Regions from separate parts of the Mus musculus genome. Here regions 1, 3 and 4 are each linked to region 2. The links are chromatin contacts, called in public HiChIP or PLAC-seq and promoter capture Hi-C maps. All regions are on one chromosome and are shown on one strand. The core of a region is the stretch at or near the end of the contact, and the rest is flanking DNA. Distances in the headings are between cores, read along the strand shown.

Evidence for each region. HiChIP or PLAC-seq counts read pairs in DNA pulled down with a chosen protein or histone mark. Capture Hi-C pulls out chosen DNA fragments and counts their contacts.
Region 1: an HNF4G HiChIP or PLAC-seq map of pancreatic cancer cells shows a contact between it and region 2. The contact joins the promoter of Notch4 here to the promoter of B3galt4 in region 2. A contact is called at or near these places in 1 of 39 promoter capture datasets (liver), 1 of 484 Hi-C or Micro-C datasets (reprogramming fibroblasts) and 2 of 115 datasets of contacts at active chromatin or transcription factors (bone marrow-derived macrophages and pancreatic cancer cells).
Region 3: a contact with region 2 is called in a promoter capture Hi-C map of pancreatic islet. The contact joins the promoter of Nelfe here to the promoter of B3galt4 in region 2. A contact is called at or near these places in 12 of 39 promoter capture datasets (the 3T3-L1 cell line, the HPC-7 cell line, HPC-7-derived erythroid cells and 7 more), 2 of 484 Hi-C or Micro-C datasets (cerebellum and cortical neurons), 15 of 115 datasets of contacts at active chromatin or transcription factors (astrocytes, bone marrow-derived macrophages, cardiomyocytes and 7 more) and 4 of 9 other capture datasets (adipose tissue, liver, macrophages and 1 more).
Region 4: a contact with region 2 is called in a promoter capture Hi-C map of pancreatic islet, with 4 times the contacts expected there. The contact joins the promoter of Neu1 here to the promoter of B3galt4 in region 2. A contact is called at or near these places in 6 of 39 promoter capture datasets (the C10 cell line, cranial neural crest, embryonic stem cells and 2 more), 1 of 484 Hi-C or Micro-C datasets (B cells), 2 of 115 datasets of contacts at active chromatin or transcription factors (acute myeloid leukemia and embryonic stem cells) and 4 of 9 other capture datasets (adipose tissue, embryonic stem cells, liver and 1 more).

What each region holds. Positions count from the first base shown.
Region 1 is chr17:34,562,902-34,565,601 of GRCm38.p6, reverse strand. Notch4 (notch 4) reads right to left here and starts at 1,307. Exons shown (of 30, transcript NM_010929.2): 1 at 1,093-1,307; 2 at 220-301; 3 at 1-129. The coding sequence starts at 1,156.
Region 2 is chr17:33,950,105-33,952,804 of GRCm38.p6, reverse strand. It overlaps B3galt4 (UDP-Gal:betaGlcNAc beta 1,3-galactosyltransferase, polypeptide 4), which reads left to right and starts at 1,317. Exons shown (of 1, transcript NM_019420.2): 1 at 1,317-2,700. The coding sequence starts at 1,543. The coding sequence ends at 2,658. Rps18 (ribosomal protein S18) reads left to right here. Exons shown (of 5, transcript NM_011296.3): 3 at 214-402; 4 at 493-584; 5 at 687-807. The coding sequence ends at 762.
Region 3 is chr17:34,849,007-34,851,706 of GRCm38.p6, reverse strand. Nelfe (negative elongation factor complex member E, Rdbp) reads right to left here and starts at 1,316. Exons shown (of 11, transcript NM_001045863.1): 1 at 1,119-1,316; 2 at 714-796. The coding sequence starts at 788. Skiv2l (superkiller viralicidic activity 2-like (S. cerevisiae)) reads left to right here and starts at 1,503. Exons shown (of 28, transcript NM_021337.2): 1 at 1,503-1,573; 2 at 1,708-1,811. The coding sequence starts at 1,552.
Region 4 is chr17:34,929,844-34,932,543 of GRCm38.p6, reverse strand. It overlaps Neu1 (neuraminidase 1), which reads right to left and starts at 1,291. Exons shown (of 6, transcript NM_010893.3): 1 at 997-1,291; 2 at 436-628. The coding sequence starts at 1,137. Slc44a4 (solute carrier family 44, member 4) reads right to left here. Exons shown (of 21, transcript NM_023557.3): 21 at 2,108-2,429. The coding sequence ends at 2,308.

The DNA.
Region 1 (2,700 bases), core at 58-2,557, 610 kb before region 2:
GAAGTAGGACTACGGGAGCTTGGGGGTGTGGGGAGCAGGGCTTGGCAGCTGCCACCATTCTTGCAGAGTTGGGTATCCCTGCAGGGGTCAGGAAACTGGCAAGTCTCACCCAGAAATCCAGGGGCACACCTAGGGGTAGAGGGACATTTCAGGCCAGTGATTCCCCCTCCTCCTCCCCGTCCTGTCTCCCCAGGTCCCGCTCCTATGATGCACACTCACTGGCAGATCCCTTGTCCCCGAGATAGCCTCAGGCAGGTGCCTCCGTTGGCACAGGGCTCTGGGGATCCTCCACACAGAAGCTCTGGAGAAGAGACTGGAAGATGAGATGGAGCCCAGGGTCCAAGGGTCTCCAGATGGCTTGCCCTTCCTCCACCAGGTCCTCCTTACAGGCCACTGACCAGCAGCTCAGCACTCCCCCACCCCATGTTACCCAGGTGCATGGTGCTCTATCATTCTCTCTCTCTCCTTCACACCCCAGTCCCAGTCTCCACAGGGTCCCCTTGTCCCAGCCTTGTCCCAGGCCTTCCATTCATAGCTTGTTATTCTTCCCACCCCTTTCCTGTTTATTCTCCAGTCTCCCAAGTTCAGCCCAGCTCCATCCCCCGGAAGCAGGGCAACAGGGCTTAGGAGGGAGCCAAGAGCGCTCCTGGGATGTGAATGGCTGAGACACCTAAGGGATTTCCTTCAGGAAAGGCCAGCAATGAGCCACTGGGGTTGGGGACATCTGGACAGAAAGGGAGCCGGTGGGCTCTTCTCTGTCTCCATCTCTTGCTTCTCACTCCTCTCTTCCCCATATCAGGCAGTCCATTTTTTCTCCTGTTTGTCTGTCTGTTCCTCTTACTTCAGAACCAGCTGGCTTCTCCCTGGGCATGGACACCCTCCTTCCCACCCAACAGCAGGCACCACCCCTAGCACCAGGCACAAACCTGGGTCTCCTGTAGCCCCGGAGTCAGTCAGCCCTCCCTGCAGGTTGTCCCCATTAGAGGGGACAGAATCTCCTCCCTCCAGTGTCCTTTCAGAGCCTGGGACTTGGCTTTCTTCCCTGACCTCACCAAGCATCTCCCCAAGAGAGATATGCCCCCACCCCCTCACCTCTGGTCAGGATGACAGGGAAATTGAGTGGCAAGAGCAGCAGCAGCAGCAACTGGGGCTGCATTCCAGAGCGCCTGCCCCTGGCCCGGATCTCCTCTCCCTCTTCAGGCAGGGACCCTCAGAGCCCTTGTGGCCAGGCAAGGCCACCTCCTCTGCCTCTACCGCCCTTCTTCCTCCTGAGCCTGCTGCACGCCTCAGTCTGAGCTGTTTCCTGAGTCACACAATGTCCTGGACACCCTACTGATGGGGGGTGGGGGGAGCGAGAGGTTGGTGTGTGTGTGAAGGAAGACAAGGGAGAGTAAGAGAGGGGCGTGGCTGGCCGGGAGGGGAGCTGGTTTGCTCTTAGGGCCCAGGGTGGGGGGTCAGCCAAATGGGGGAGTTCCTGTCATTTTAATGGTCAATACGGCTTCCTTTTCACAGGACTGGGAGTGGCAAGGGAATGCTACTGTGACCCAGGAAGGGCAGGTCTTAGACAGAGGTGTTGGGACAAGGGGAGGATTCTCAGTTTCTGGTGTGACACACCCTCTTTTCAAAGGAGCAGCAACGTGTCTTGAACTGAAACCGGTCACTTTGGCAAACCCAGGGGATCTTTAGACCTTTCCTTGGCTCTTTCTGGGGGTGTTAGTTTTTTTTTTTTTTTTTAAAGATTTATTTATTTATTTATTTATTTATTATATGTAAGTACACTGTAGCTGTCCTCAGACACTCCAGAAGAGAGAATCAGATCTTGTTACGGATGGTTGTGAGCCACCATGTGGTGGCTTGACCTTCGGAAGAGCAGTCGGGTGCTCTTACCCACTGAGCCATCTCACCAGCCCGGGGTGTTAGTTTTTTAAAAAGGTATTTTGAGACAAGATCTCACTGTGCGCAACATCCTGGCTGTGCGAATCGTCCTGGCTGGCCTGGAACCTGTGGGATCCTTCTGCAGCTGCCACCTGGGTGCTGAGGTTACAGGCACATGACTCCATGCCTGGCTTTTTCCTGGGGAGTGGACAGGACGCTGGGCCCTCCTCCGAGTGGAGACGGAACCCAGGCTTCCCGTGTTCTACACTGATACTTTACCACGAGTCTGGAGGCTTGGCCTTCCTTCAGAGAGGAATGTAAAATATTGTCATTACCAATAACAAAGGGACACTCTATTTCATCCACCTCTACCTCTCTCCTCCACAAAGGATGCTGGGGTACAGTCAAGATGTTAGTCAAGACATAAAATTTAAGTCATCTATAAAAAAAGACAACCATAAAGGGAATTCATTACCCCCAAAAGTTCATGCTACCTCCTTTTATCTTTATTAAAAGCAAGCAAGCAAACAAACAAACCCAACCAACCAACCAAATAAAAAACAAAAACACAAAAAAAACAAAAAAACCTCAACTTTGGACAAGGTCTCATTCTGTAGCCCAGGCTGGCCTGGAACTCACCAGGTAGTGGAGGCTAGCCTCAAACTCACGAGCATCCTGCCCCAGTCTCCTAAGTGCTGGGATTACAGTGTGTGCTATAATGCCCAGGGCTCACTCTCCCTGAGGACCCAGCACAGCTTTGGAGTCAGCCATTCTTGGAGCTCTGCAAGCTCTAGGTACGGCCCAGGGTGGAGGAGCTGTCTGCAG
Region 2 (2,700 bases), core at 68-2,567:
GACATACAATGCAGGCAAACATAAGACACAAATAGACTGGGCTAGAGAGAGAATCCAGCTGTTAAAAGCTATGACTTCTTCCAGAGGCTCCCAGTGACCACATGGTGGCTCACAACCATCTGTAATGGATTCTGATACCCTCTGGTATCTCTGAAAACTCTGTACTCAGATCTTTAAAAACAAAAGTCTAATAGCCCAAACTTTTGACCTCAGGGCGTGGGGCGGAGATATGCTCATGTGGTGTTGAGGAAAGCAGACATCGACCTCACCAAGAGGGCTGGAGAACTCACGGAGGATGAGGTGGAGCGAGTGATCACCATCATGCAGAACCCACGACAGTACAAGATCCCAGACTGGTTCCTGAACAGACAGAAGGATGTGAAGGATGGGAAGTACAGCCAGGTGTGTTAGGGGACTGGTGGACACGGGTTGTCCGTTAAAACTGGGTGCAGAATCAGGAGATAAAGTTGTCTCCCCTGTCTCAAAATCTAGGTTCTGGCCAACGGTCTAGACAACAAGCTGCGTGAGGACCTGGAGAGGCTGAAGAAAATTCGAGCCCATAGAGGGCTGCGCCACTTTTGGGGGTAAGTGGGTGATGAGGCTTAAGCTGCCCACTCCCAATCAGGCTGCACAGTCCACCGGCTCGCCTCCTGCTGCTCTGTGACCTGTATCTTTTTCTTCTGCAGCCTTCGTGTCCGCGGTCAGCACACCAAGACCACTGGCCGCAGGGGCCGAACTGTGGGTGTATCCAAGAAGAAATGAGTCTCTGGGCCTTTGCTGTTAATAAATAGTTTATATACCTATGACCTCCGTCTCAGTTTGTCTTCCATCTGATAGTACTTAATGCCACAGCGATCCTGAGCTCTGGTAGTTTAATCTGGCTGCAGGTGCCTTCTGGGTACAGTGCTCTTGGTGCACTTGAACGGAAATGTCCCTCATAGGCTCCTGCTGGTGTTTGCTCCTCCCTTTCTGTTGGGTGTTCACAAGGAGACTGCCTTAGGTGCAGCAAACTGGGCGGCAACCACTGTTAAAGGTGGGGCAGCCGGTGTTGAAAACCTCCAGGGGAAGCTTGGGCAGGCTTCAATTGAGTCTCCTGCCGTAGCCGTGCTAAGCTGTTGTGAAGTGGCTACAGCTCCGCCAGATGCTGCTGCTCGGGTGAGTTAACAGCAGATGCTGGCTGCTCTAGAAAAGCAGCCTGGTATTCCGCGTGCTTTACAGTAGGGACGGACCGGGAAGGGCTGGACCTATGTGAAATGCACGCCGCTTGTCGGCTTCCGGCCTAGAGAGGCATGATGGGAAGGTGCGGGGAGGGGCGGGATGGAGCGGAGTTCCGCGTGCACGCTAGCTAGGGAAACGAAGCCTTCCGGGGCCAGCTGTGGTGGGCCAGGGCCGCATTGCACGACAGCATCTGGAGAACAGCATCTGTGATGCGCCAGAGCCCCGCGCATGGGTCACCGCGTCTCCTCAGCAGCAGCTGGTTAAAGCCGTCCTCCCACCTCCCCACGCTCTAACAGCTGTGCCCACAGGTCTCTGCGGCACGCCATGCCCCTCAGCCTCTTCCGGCGCGTCCTCCTGGCGGTCCTACTACTGGTGATCATCTGGACCCTGTTTGGACCTTCAGGCTTGGGGGAGGAGCTGCTGAGCCTGTCCCTGGCATCCCTGCTGCCGGCCCCAGCCTCGCCAGGACCGCCCCTCGCCCTGCCCCGCCTCTTGATTTCTAACTCTCATGCCTGTGGTGGCTCCGGACCCCCTCCCTTCCTGCTCATCCTGGTGTGTACGGCCCCGGAGCACCTGAACCAGAGAAACGCCATTCGGGCATCTTGGGGTGCCATCCGCGAAGCCCGGGGTTTCAGAGTGCAGACGCTCTTCCTCCTGGGAAAACCTAGAAGACAGCAGCTTGCTGACCTGTCCTCAGAGTCAGCAGCACACAGGGATATCTTGCAGGCCTCCTTCCAGGATTCCTACCGCAACCTCACCCTCAAGACCCTCAGTGGACTGAACTGGGTGAACAAATACTGTCCTATGGCCCGCTACATCCTCAAGACGGATGATGACGTGTATGTCAACGTCCCAGAGCTGGTGTCAGAGCTGATACAAAGAGGGGGGCCTTCGGAGCAATGGCAGAAGGGCAAAGAGGCCCAGGAAGAGACAACAGCTATCCATGAAGAGCACAGAGGCCAGGCAGTGCCCCTTCTGTATTTAGGCAGGGTGCACTGGAGGGTGAGACCCACTCGGACACCAGAGTCCCGGCACCATGTGTCAGAAGAACTGTGGCCGGAAAACTGGGGTCCTTTTCCACCCTATGCCTCGGGCACAGGATATGTACTGTCCATCTCTGCTGTGCAGCTCATCCTGAAGGTGGCCAGCCGGGCCCCACCTCTACCTCTAGAGGATGTCTTTGTGGGAGTAAGTGCAAGGCGAGGGGGCCTTGCCCCCACACACTGTGTCAAATTGGCTGGTGCTACCCACTACCCCTTGGATCGGTGCTGTTACGGGAAGTTCCTGCTGACATCCCACAAGGTGGATCCCTGGCAAATGCAGGAAGCTTGGAAGCTGGTGAGCGGCATGAATGGGGAGAGGACTGCACCCTTTTGCTCCTGGCTCCAGGGATTTCTGGGTACCTTGAGGTGCCGGTTCATAGCCTGGTTCAGTAGCTGAGAACCCACAGAAAACAGCACCTCAGAGACCTTTCCCCAAAGT
Region 3 (2,700 bases), core at 67-2,566, 900 kb before region 2:
GCCAGACCCTGTCAATGAGAAATTACTCAGAGGTTTCACTAGTAAGGAGAGTGCTGAGGACGGTGTTGTGCACCTAGAGTTCCACTTCCTGAGAGAAGCTTAGGGAGGAAGATACCAGGAGCCCAGGAGTTGAAAAAACAAAACAAAACAAAACAAAACAACCCACCCAACCCGGCCACATACTGAGATCCTTGCCAGGGGTAGTGGTAGGGGACAAAGTGGAAGAGGAACTTAGAAACCATCGACAGACTTGACAAATGTTTTGCTGTGTAAATAGTACAGAAGCCAGAGGTGAGGCAGAGCCATTCCAGGCTACCCAAAGCCACATATTTTCAATCCAGCCTGGGCTAAGTGTGAGACCCTGTCTGAGGTGGAGTGGTGTGTCAGAGATGAGAGATTTTAAGGCCTATTAAATGCAGTTGGTTATCTAAAAGCGAAGGGAGGGAGGTAGAGCAGACAGGAGGAGCACATTTACTTGGGCATTTGATGGTTCACAAGGCTCTGGGTGGTACTGAAGCCACAGGGACGATGATAATTCCATTGGGGATGACCAGAGAAGAGGGAGGGTTCAAATAAGACTGGACGATGCTGCCAAAGCTCCACTGAGAGGTCCCCTTCCGGTAGGAGGCAGGAGGACTCCCATGGCCTTACAGTCAGCCCAGGTGTCCCCAGAGTCTGGAGAAGCCGGGCCACCACGCTTAACTAACTCCTACCTTCTTCTTGAGTTTGTTGAACTTCTTCTGCAGTGCCTCTTCCTCTTCACTCAGCCCCGGAGGTATCACCAACATGTTGGCTCCTGGTTCAAGGGCAGAACCCAAGACATCATTCTCTACTGTCACCATTCAAAATTCACACGTCGTCCAACTTGCGTCCATCCTGTATGCACCCCAACCTCCAGGCCCGCCTACTCCAGCCTCTGGCCTTTCCCTAACCCCTCGTTCCTCCGAGGCTGCTTGTCCAGCCTCCTGTTTATGGTAATCAACCGGCATTCCCGCCTATGTCCAAGGTCCAGACACTAGAGCCTTGGGGTACCTCAGCCCGGAGAAGGGAAAGCACTCCCTGCGACGCCAAGGCGATGGCTCCCGACCCCCATGCCCAATGGGGTTAGGTCAGCCAACCTCGGGGTCCGATGGGCAGAGAAGGCGGCCGGGCCCGCGTAGCGCTATCTGGGCAACCAGAGGAGGAGGAAGAAGAACCAGGGGCCGCGCGGGGAAGGCGCGAAAGATGTGAGACGAAGCCCTCACCTGAGGGGGCGGCGCCCGGGCCCGCGGTCTCCGGCGCCGCCGCGCGGGCTACTGCGCGCTGGCTCGCGGCGATGACGTAAAGGGGCGGGACACGCGGTAACCAAGGCGGCGAGTCGCAGTGACTTCCGCCCGGCCTTGCCCGGCTCCGAGTCAGGCTTCGGCGCCGCTCTCGCCCACGCTCCCGGCGGGGAGTGGTGGAGGAGGGGGCGTGTCGGAAGTAATTTCAACTTCCGCCCTTCTCGGGGCGGGGCCGGCTCCGTGGTTACTCTGAGTTTCCGGGCTGCTCGGGAGCTGCCGCGGCTCCAGGATGATGGAGACGGAGCGACTCGGTGAGGGGGAGGGGAGGAGAGTGGACGGGAGAGGAGAGGAGAGGAGGGGAGGGGAGGGAGGGGGGTCCGCGGAAAGGACTAGTTAGTAGACAGGAATGACTTGTGGCTTTTAACCTGTGACCTTTCCCTTGTAGTTCTGCCTCCCCTAGATCCCCTGAACTTACCCCTTCGAGCTCTGGAAGTGGGGTGCACTGGCCGTTGGGAGCTGCTGAACGTGCCAGGGCCTCCAGAGAGCACTGTGAGTGACTTTTGACCCTCACCTTTGACCTATGAGCCTAAAAGAAATTCCACCCTGCTCACAGGAGGATGTAGCTTGACACTGTCATCTTGGCCTCCGGCTCATGCTGGACAGATCCCACTCTACTGGAACTCCAGTAGGTCGGAGCGGGGAGTGCTGGAGACGCGAGCTCTCAGAGCTGCCCCTTCACCTGTATCTTTCCTCCTAGGAGGTTCCTTCTCTCTGCATAGCTCAGAGCACTTGGCTCTTTTAAACTGAAGCCTGGCGTGGCTCACACCCTTATTCCCAGCACTTGGGAGGTGGAGGCAGGCAGATCTCTTGAATTGGAGGCCAGTTTGATCTACATACCAAGTTCTAGGCCAGCCAGGGCTATGTAGTGAGATCTCATCCCCAAAACAGAAAGAAAAGAAGCAGAAAATTTAAGACTGGCAGAATGACTTATTAGCCCAGAGATTCTCCACCTTTGATTCACTACCCATTTGAGGGTGGAATGACCCTTTGACAGGGGTCACATCACATATCAGATATCCTGCACACCAGACATTTACATTAAGATTCATAACAGTAACAGAATTACAGTTAATAAGTAGCAACACAATTATTTTTCGGTTGTGGTCAGCACAACAGGAGAACCGGTGCATTAAAAGGTGGCAGCATTTGAGAAGGTTGAGAATCACTGGCTTAGCCTATTAAAGCGCTTGCCCATGCAAGTCTGATGAGACACACGTAAAGGCAGCGAGAGAGCCAGCTCCACAATGTGGTCTTCTGACTGCCATGTGTGCATGCGTGTACCCATGTCCACCCATTACACACAGACCTATACATACTAACACATACTACTACAAATAATAAGAATTCTAAAATGCGAATTCTCAGTTGAGCACATAGC
Region 4 (2,700 bases), core at 42-2,541, 980 kb before region 2:
AGAGCAGAGAGAAAATTGTACGGGTTGTTGTTTACTTCCTGCCTCTCCCCGGGGACCTCAATGTGGCACCAGAACCATGTTTCTTCTTTCTCTGACATTATTTCCTGCTAATTCCCCTGAGACATAATTCTCATTTTCAGTACCTTGGTTCTTAGTTACAGAAACTATGGACAAAATTCATCCTCTGGTTTCCCTAACTCATTAGGGACTCAAGCCCCAAAGTTCTATCTCTGGGCTGAAGTCATCCTCTGCCCTGGCCTCGGATGCCAGGAGCAGGAAGATCGCTGTGAGCCCCTGACCCCAACCAGCCCAGCAGCTCAGTGGTCCCCGGGGTCTGCTCGGCTCTGCTCCATTGATGAAGGGAACCCCCAACTCCCTACCCCGATCACCCATACAACCCAGCACCCGCTCTTTCCACCCGGGAGCCTTTGTTACCCTGGTCCGTGGACCTCCTCATGGCGATGAACTTGGCCCCCTCATCGGATGCAGATTTTTTCCTGGCCTCAGCGAAGGCCAGGAGCGTGCCCCGAGGGGTGGCTGTGATGAGCGGGATGCGGAAAGTGTCTACAGAGCCGATCTGCTTCCCGCTCACCCACAGCAGCTGCTCCATGGTCACCAGCGGCTGCACCTGCGCAGAAGGACACCTCAATGCAGACAAGCTTCACGAGGTTTAAGGTACCTAAGACCGATAGGTACTGGCTCCAGCCAGGGTTCCCATGAGAGAGGGTAATGGGGAGCCTGAGTAGGGGTGAAGGGTGTCCTAGAACAAGAGGTGGGAGCCCAGAGGATAGTATGGGCCGAACCTGGAGGCTCCTGAGCAAGGAGAGGCTGCGAGGGGAGAAGGAACCTTCAGGGATGAGGGGCAGGACCCCATAACAGTTGAGCCAGGGGCCCAAGGAAGCAAAGGTGTTGGGAGGGGATGGAGGGGCAGGAGTGTCACGCGGAGGGATGGCCGAGCTGGGCAGTGGCCACCTCTGCAGGTGCAGCAAGGCTCACCAGGCTGAAGTCATCCTCTGCCCTGGCCTCGGATTCCGCCGCGGACACCAGGAGCAGGAAGATCGCTGCGAGCCCCTGACCCCGACGGCCCGCCCAATAGCTCAGCGGTCCCCGGGGTCTGGTCGGGTCTGCCCCCACCATAGCTCCCGGCGATCCCTGTCCAGGAACTGGTCACCGGTGGCAAGCCGTCAGCTGACCTCGGCCCTTTAAAAGCGCGCACGTCACTCCGACCCCTCCCCTTGGGGGCCGCAGCCCGCGCTGCCGCGACTCCAATTAGTCCATCAGCATGTGACCCAGAGGCGGCCCCAGTCTGTGTGAGCCTTTTGACTGGCTCTAACGCCAGAACGTGACGAAAGGGGCGGGGCGTGTTTTAAAGCAACCGGCGGCTATGAAAGGCACTGACCCCTTGTGGAAGAGACAGGTTAGGGATGGCATATGACTCAGTTGGTAGAGTACCTTCCTAGTTTGTATGAGTCCCTAGGGTTGGGAAGCCCCACTCCTAGCTGAGGAGATCTTGGCAGTTGATGGCTGCTAGGGGAGAGAAAGGCACTTTTCTTTAGGAGTGTGCCCATGGTACCCCACGTCCCAGTGGATGACCCCAATGCCCTTAAGCACATGACTAACACTGATTAGAATCACTAGGTTAAAAATAATAAGCAGCTGGGCGTGGTGGCGCACGCCTTTAATCCCAGCACTTGGGAGGCAGAGGTAGAGGCAGGCAAATTTCTGAGTTCGAGGCCAGCCTGGGCTACACAGAGAAACCCTGTCTTGAAAAGCTAAAAAAAAAAAAAAAAAAAAAAAGCGACGAATGAATGAAAAAAGAGCCACCCTCCTTCCTGAGTTCTAAGCCAGCCTGGTCTACAGAGTGAGTTCTAGGATAGCCAGGGCTACACAGAAAAATTCTGTCTCTAAACAGACACAGATAACTTGGAAATTCCAGTGCTCCTGCCTGTACCTCCCAAGTACCGATTACAGGCATGTGTCCCAGCCCTGCTTATGCTATAGACAGAATCCGGGGACCCTTCCATGCTAGGCAAACTCTACCAGCTGAGTTACACCCCAGTCTCCTGGCCTCAGTCACCGAACAAGTTTTTCTTACTGGGTATTGAATCGTGTGATAGCAATTTGGATTTTAATTAAAAAAAAAAAAAAAGGAAGCAAGTTTTCACTGAAAATAAAGCCATAAACTTATCAAGAATATAAAATATTAGTCTTTAATAAAATCTGTTTTCTACAAAATCGTGATTCTCAAGGCATTGACGGCAGGGCTTCTGTACAGGAGGGCTGCATTTCCAGGTCACGATGAGTCTCTCACTTCTTCCTGGTCTTTCCCCCTGTAGGTGCCTCATTCTTCTTGCCCAGAATCTTCAGGAGTGCCTTGGGCATGTAGTAAGGCCGCTCCTGGGAACCATCATTTCTCTCCAGGTCCTCGACTGAGAGGCAAAGTAGATCCGTCAGGGTGGATCCTGATAATGGCACCCCACTGTACCCCAAAATAATCTGGGGTGTATAAACCAAACATCCTGGTTTCCTGTCCGGGCCACTTCAGGCAGTTTGATACAACTTCCCTGGCTGGCTGTAGACCAGGCTGTATAACCTGTTTTTCTCACACAAAGTGGGATAAATAACTGTATATGTCATAGGGTGATAACAAGACAAAAAAAAAAAAAAATCACATGCCAGACCATCATGGTGGCTTTCTCT